Linked DNA regions of Sus scrofa: region 2 is linked to region 1. The links are chromatin contacts, called in public Hi-C maps. All regions are on one chromosome and are shown on one strand. The core of a region is the stretch at or near the end of the contact, and the rest is flanking DNA. Distances in the headings are between cores, read along the strand shown. Region 1 holds the start of MTX3 (metaxin-3). Region 2 holds the start of THBS4 (thrombospondin-4).

Evidence for each region. Hi-C and Micro-C count contacts between places; a contact is called where the count stands out from the background.
Region 2: a Hi-C map of skeletal muscle shows a contact between it and region 1, with 3 times the contacts expected there. The contact joins the promoter of THBS4 here to the promoter of MTX3 in region 1. A contact is called at or near these places in 2 of 47 Hi-C or Micro-C datasets (embryonic fibroblasts and skeletal muscle).

What each region holds. Positions count from the first base shown.
Region 1 is chr2:88,678,824-88,681,744 of Sscrofa11.1, forward strand. MTX3 (metaxin-3) reads right to left here and starts at 1,544. Exons shown (of 10, transcript XM_013994941.2): 1 at 1,410-1,544; 2 at 821-890; 3 at 384-460. The coding sequence starts at 1,490.
Region 2 is chr2:88,728,007-88,730,927 of Sscrofa11.1, forward strand. THBS4 (thrombospondin-4) reads left to right here and starts at 1,525. Exons shown (of 23, transcript XM_021084490.1): 1 at 1,525-1,775. The coding sequence starts at 1,688.

The DNA.
Region 1 (2,921 bases), core at 294-2,793:
ATCTGCACCTATTGGTTGAAGTGCTTTAAGAAATAAACGTTGATGGATGATGGGAACTCACATGTCATACCCAGCACAAAAGGTGTGGCAATTATGTGACTAAATTTACAATCATATCAATAAGCGTAATAGTGAAGATGGCTAAATTGAATCTGCTTATATCTAAATTTCAATAAAAACGAAGCCAAGTGCACAAAAATATAAACTAATTCACTATACAGGTTTCCTATCACAGTGCAACACATGATTTAGAGCCATGATTCTCAAATCTATTTTAATTCCAATCCCCATGTATCATCGAAAAGTCTAAAAAGTATTTTTAATGTACTTTTTTGAAAACACACAGTGATGAAGAATTTACTTCTTCAAACAGAACCACCCACCTGTTTTCTTAAAAAGTTTAGTATTTTTGCCGGCTGAGAAACAATGTTGTCTTCAGTTGTCAAAACTGGTACATCTCCTATAATCAAAGAACAATTTACATAGAAGGAAGCATTTTGATCTCCTCAGAAGAGATTCCAATACCCTAAAAACTATACCAATCATATTTGGAGGAATAAAAAAATGAGTAAGTCACTTTAGGTTTTTGCAATTTCACAAAGAACAGTTCTGGAGAGCATTTTCACTTCTCATAATTTCCACTGATTTGGCTTGTCCTTTGAAGTATTACTCAGAAAGATCAAAACATAAGCAACACACTGCCAAGGTCATGTAAGAACTAACCCCCCAAGGTACTCCATGGCCACAAGCCTCCTAGCTCTAAATGGGAGTGAGGAAGTTAAACAGGGTAGAAAGGGGTTTTTAAAAGTTTACACTGTACCTCTTGAACCTTTCCAGGTGTTATCTATGACATTGACTTTTAGGGGTGCACCAGAAAATTTGGCGTAAGCCTGAAAGAGAGTTTGCAATAAAACATTTTAGACTGAGTACGTAATGCAAATCTGCAGAGCAGCTTCACTTCAAAGCCTGGTCCCCCGAAGGCAGAGACGCCTGACTCGCGGGCAGAATTCCTCCCCCGACTTCTAGCCGGGGTTGCGCGCGCCAGCTATCAGGATTTTGAGACATCTCCCCCAGCCCCCCAAGACGTTACTGAGAAGCAGAGCAGGGAGCGCGCGCCTCCTGTTTCGGGCTTTCATTCCTCCGCCTAGACTGCTCTGCACGGCTGAGAAAACTCGGAACCAAGCGGAGAAGACGTGACTCTCACGCTAGGCTTCCGCAGGGTCACAGGCTAGGCTGTAACTCGTTGGACGGGAGGGAGCCCAAGGCAGTGCAGCAAGCAGCGCCCCAGCCGGCCTGGGCCCGGAGCGCCGCTGAAACCGCGGCTAGCAGCCGGGACCCCGCCCAGGCAGCCTCGCGCCTCTAGCACCGCCTCTTCTTTCCCGCGCCCTGGCCGGGCGGGACGGCCTCACCATCACCACCAGGGACTCGCTGTGCACGGATGGGAGCCCCCAGCCGCCTCCCCAGCAGCTGAGCTCCAAGGGGGCCGCCATCTTGCAGGGGCCGACCTTTGCTATCCCGGAAGTGCTTTTGTCGCCTAATTTCCGGCACGTGGAACTGAGGGGGCGGGGCGAAAGGGAGGGAAGGTTATTTTGGGGACTGGGAGAGACAGGAAAGGACCCCTGGAGGGGTTAGGGGCATGCTCAGAGCTAGCTTGGCCTAGGGGTAAAGAGTCCTGAGCCCTCAGTCAGACAACCTTAAATATTTATTGGATTTCTAATGTGTCCCAAGCTCATTGAACAGTACTACCGTGGGCTTTAAGCCATTTGTAGACCAGGCATGACAGTTTATTCACAAGACTATTGTGTTTAAAATTATGACATGGGAGGAGAGAATTTGGCATAGAGTAGGCACTCTATAATTGTTTGCCCCTTCCCGCATATATTTGGTTTCTACCCCTTTCCACTCTCGGTCTCAATTATAGTCACCTTCATGTTCACTTGTTACACTCTCCTTAAAAGTAACCCTATTCCTAAAGTTTGTCAAGTGAATTCTACCTTCCTTCAGTCTAGAATATCTTTGTTCCCTCAAAAATGAGCTTAACTGTCACTTCCCTAGGACTATTTTCCAAAGTTAGGAACTTCTGGATTCCTGTAGCCCTTTGTACATGCCTGAATTGTAGCTTCTATCTAATACAGACTTTTTGCCTTTTGGTGTACTGGAAGTTCTTTGAAGACAGAAACAGGAATGGCTTCATAGATGTGAGACCTCAAAGAGGAACCTATACTTAGAGGGGCCCATACTTGCCTTAATGTTCTAGTGTCATTGTCTTAAAATTCTTAATTTTTGAACAAAAGGCCCTGCATTTTTTATTTTGATTGGGTCCTACAAGTAATGCCACCAGTCATGCCTGTGGGCCTAATGGAGGTGAACTACATGTTTATTGAACATCAAACTGACAACTGCTAAGAAAAGCTGAGAAAAAAGAGAAAAGATAGGTCTTGAGAATGCCATGATCCTAACATGCTTACTGGATCTTGGAATAAGGACAAAGTTGCCAGGTTTTTATCTAGATGGCACAGTAGAGTTTCTGGGATACCCTCTCAGTCATTCCTCTGAGTTCTTGCCTTTCCTTTACCCCGAGATGGTTAGGTCCCTTTAAACAACTGAGTAAGCAAAAGAATCTCTGCAAATTTTCATAAAGATACAACTCAACAGGTAATTGCTAAGCACTCCCTTACTGTTTACATAGCCATCTAAATTACAATAGCAATGTGCTAAAGTCCTTTTTCATGTTTCAAAAGCAAAGAGTTCTCAGAAATGAGAAGGGAAGTTATGTCAAAGATGAGATTTCATTAACAAAACTTCAAAGTGAAAAATGTGTAACATATGTACCATTAAAATTAAATGTCAAAATATTTATTGAACAGCTACTATATCCAAACACTATAAGGCTCTGAGAGAATACAGAGATAGATAAGTCA
Region 2 (2,921 bases), core at 275-2,774, 49 kb after region 1:
ATTTTGGAATGCCTAGTAAAAATGACTACACAAAAATGATTAAGAAAACAGCATTTTCTGTCAACTTACATTTTAGTCCTGCTTACTCTGAAGTCCACTGCATAAAACATACATGAGCAAAACTGTTTCCTTAACGTAGAAGTTGGGATCCTGCAGCCCCCTCTAACCCAGGCCACTCCTGAGGATGCTGTTTGGAGACTTGAAGAGTCTCTAGACTAATTCATCTCACTAGCGTGCAGCCACATGGCCGGAAACATGTGCCCTTTGTGTCTTCAGTGCTCTCTCAGTGTAGACGTGTGGTGACCCGCTCTATACAGTGACTTGAGTGTAATGTGGCATTAACTGAAGCCTGGATTAGAACTATGTTAGATCTCAAATGGAAGTAAGCTTTGAATATAGCTCACAAATTCCCAGGTCCTTAGCTGTAAATGGAATTATAACTAGGGTGTGTGGGGGTGGGTATTCTTGCCCAGTTTGGCAACCAGATAATGCCTTAATCTTCCAGCCTGTAGCAGACAGCTTCTTAAACTTTGAGATGGAATTCTTTTGAGACTTAGAGATAGGGATATAAATACTTTGCTGGATTTTCTCCATTAGTCAAGGCTGTTTAAGAGGGAAAAGTTTGCCATTGTTCTGAAATATTTTTTCCTCTAGTTAATCCACATTATTTTTAGGGGGCTTTGCCTAAGAGTAAGACTCCTTCCTTACGTTCTTTCTCTCTCTTTTAGGTCCTACTCCCAAGCTTTAAACTGCCACATGGAATCTTTTGGGAGGGCAGAGCAGAAGTGGGCAGGCAATGTTTGGAAGCCGGACTGAAAATAAATTTTCCATAAAACACTACCATCCTATAAATGGTTCTGTCTGGATGGGTTCCTTGAGATGTATTTTATTTCCATTAAAAAACTCAAAAACTTTGAAACACTGTTCACATCTCAAAACTTGATCGAGAAAATCTTCAACATTTGAAGTACTGAAGAAAAAGTTTGAAGAAATAAAAGAAACCAAGTGTTCTCTGAACCACCTTAGGAGGCAAAAGGATCCTGGGGAGCCTTCAGGGTTCGTTGGGGAGGGAACCCAAGATGGGCATTAAAAGCCTGTCCAAACCCGGTTCTTCTGTTTAGAAAACAAGAGGAGGACAAGAAGTAGGAGACCGATGGTGCCCAAAGCTAGCGGGTCAGTGTCACTTTCTTGCTCCTTCGCCTCTTTCTTCTCCTTTGTCTCTACCGGGTCCTGTGTGTCCTCACATTCTCACCAGCCCCTGACTGCCCATCCTCGTTCTTCCCATCCTCCTAAACCCCCTCGCCAGCGACTACGCCCACCCACCCCAGGACCCGATCTGCCCGGGGCGCCGTCCACACGTTCATGTCTTTCCACCGCCCACGTTCCCCGCTCCGGCAGTCCCCGCACTTCCCGGCCAGAGGGGATCTCGGCCAAGGGGGCCGCCCTGGCCTCGGCCCTCCCCCGCCCCGGGCCGGCCAGACCATAAAGCGCCCAGCGCAGCCGCCAGCGCACCCAGCTGTGCGGCGCGGAAACGCGAGCACCGCCCCCGACGGCAGCGGACGCCGCGCTCCCCTCACCTGCGCCGCCCGCCGGGCTCCTGACCCAGGCACCGCGCACCGCCCACCTACTCGGGCAGGGCCCACCGTGCCGTACTCGCGCGCGCTCGCAGGGAGCACTAAGAACCAACATGCTGGCCACGCGCGGAGCCGCCCTGCTTCTCCTGCACCTGGCCCTGCAGCCGTGGCTGGCGGCCGGCGCCCAGGCCACCCCCCAGGGTAAGTGGGCGCGAGCCGGGGCGGGCGCCACGGGCCCGGGTCCCTCGGTCTTGGTCGAGGAACCCGCCGTCCCGCTGCTCCCCTTGGGCGAATTTGGTTCCTGCGGCCTCGCTCGGCACCTCTCTGTCCCTCTGGGTCAGAGTCAAAGCATTTTGTGCTTGGAAGTGGTAATTAGCGATTAGAATCTTTAGAGATTCGATTATCCAGCGATTAAGACCAATTCCCCATACAGTAGTTTGAGGGATGCAAAACTTATTTTCAGGCTAAGCAGAGACTAGGGGTTTACTTCCAAGCTTAAGGCGCGGCCCTAACCCTCTAACGCACAGGTTCCGTCTGGAGTAGGATGAAATCCGGGTTGTGTCCGCCCGGGCTCTCTCGGGCCCGCCCTCCCCTTCACCCCTTGCAGCCTAAATCCTTCAACACCAGGAACCACGTTCGCCCAGATGGTCTGAGGATGACACCCCAGAGAAAGGGGCAGTATTTCTCCTTTGTTCTGCCGCTCGCCTTTTTCTGCTCCAACTTTGCTTGGGACCCTGAGGCCTCCTTTGGGGGTGGGACTGATCTCTTGCTTCTTGAGGGAAATGGAACAGGAAGAACTGAGAAATGGGTCTGCTCTACTCTAAAACTTCGATAAATAATTTGAAAAGCCAACTGGATAATCAGCCTTCAAACTCCTTCGTGAGATGGAGGGAAAATAACGGTTGGGCAGAAGGCACTTAAAGCTTAAACAGAATTTTGAAAAGACCGAAAGGAAGGAATTATTTAAGCAAGAGAAGGTCTTATGGCCCTAACTGGCTAGCCCGTGATGATCTTCATCTGTTTGAAATCGATGCCTGGCGTTGATTAATTACTGACTAAGGAAATAAAGCTGGGAGAGACATGCACCTTGAAGTAAAAACTGTTATTTCTAAAACTAGAATGAAGAATGCCTGTGCGGGTCTTCTCAAGTTCCTGTCCTTCCTACTGCACTAATGGTCTGTTTAAACTTTGCATTTCACCTAGTAACTCATTTTGCTTCCGGAGCAGGCAACCAAAATTGTGCGTGCAGGAGGATACTGTACTGCTTTTTATTTGGGTTGAAATATTTTCCATGTTGTCATTGACAGTATTTATTCATTGCGACCTTGCTTCTAGGGAGGTAAGAAA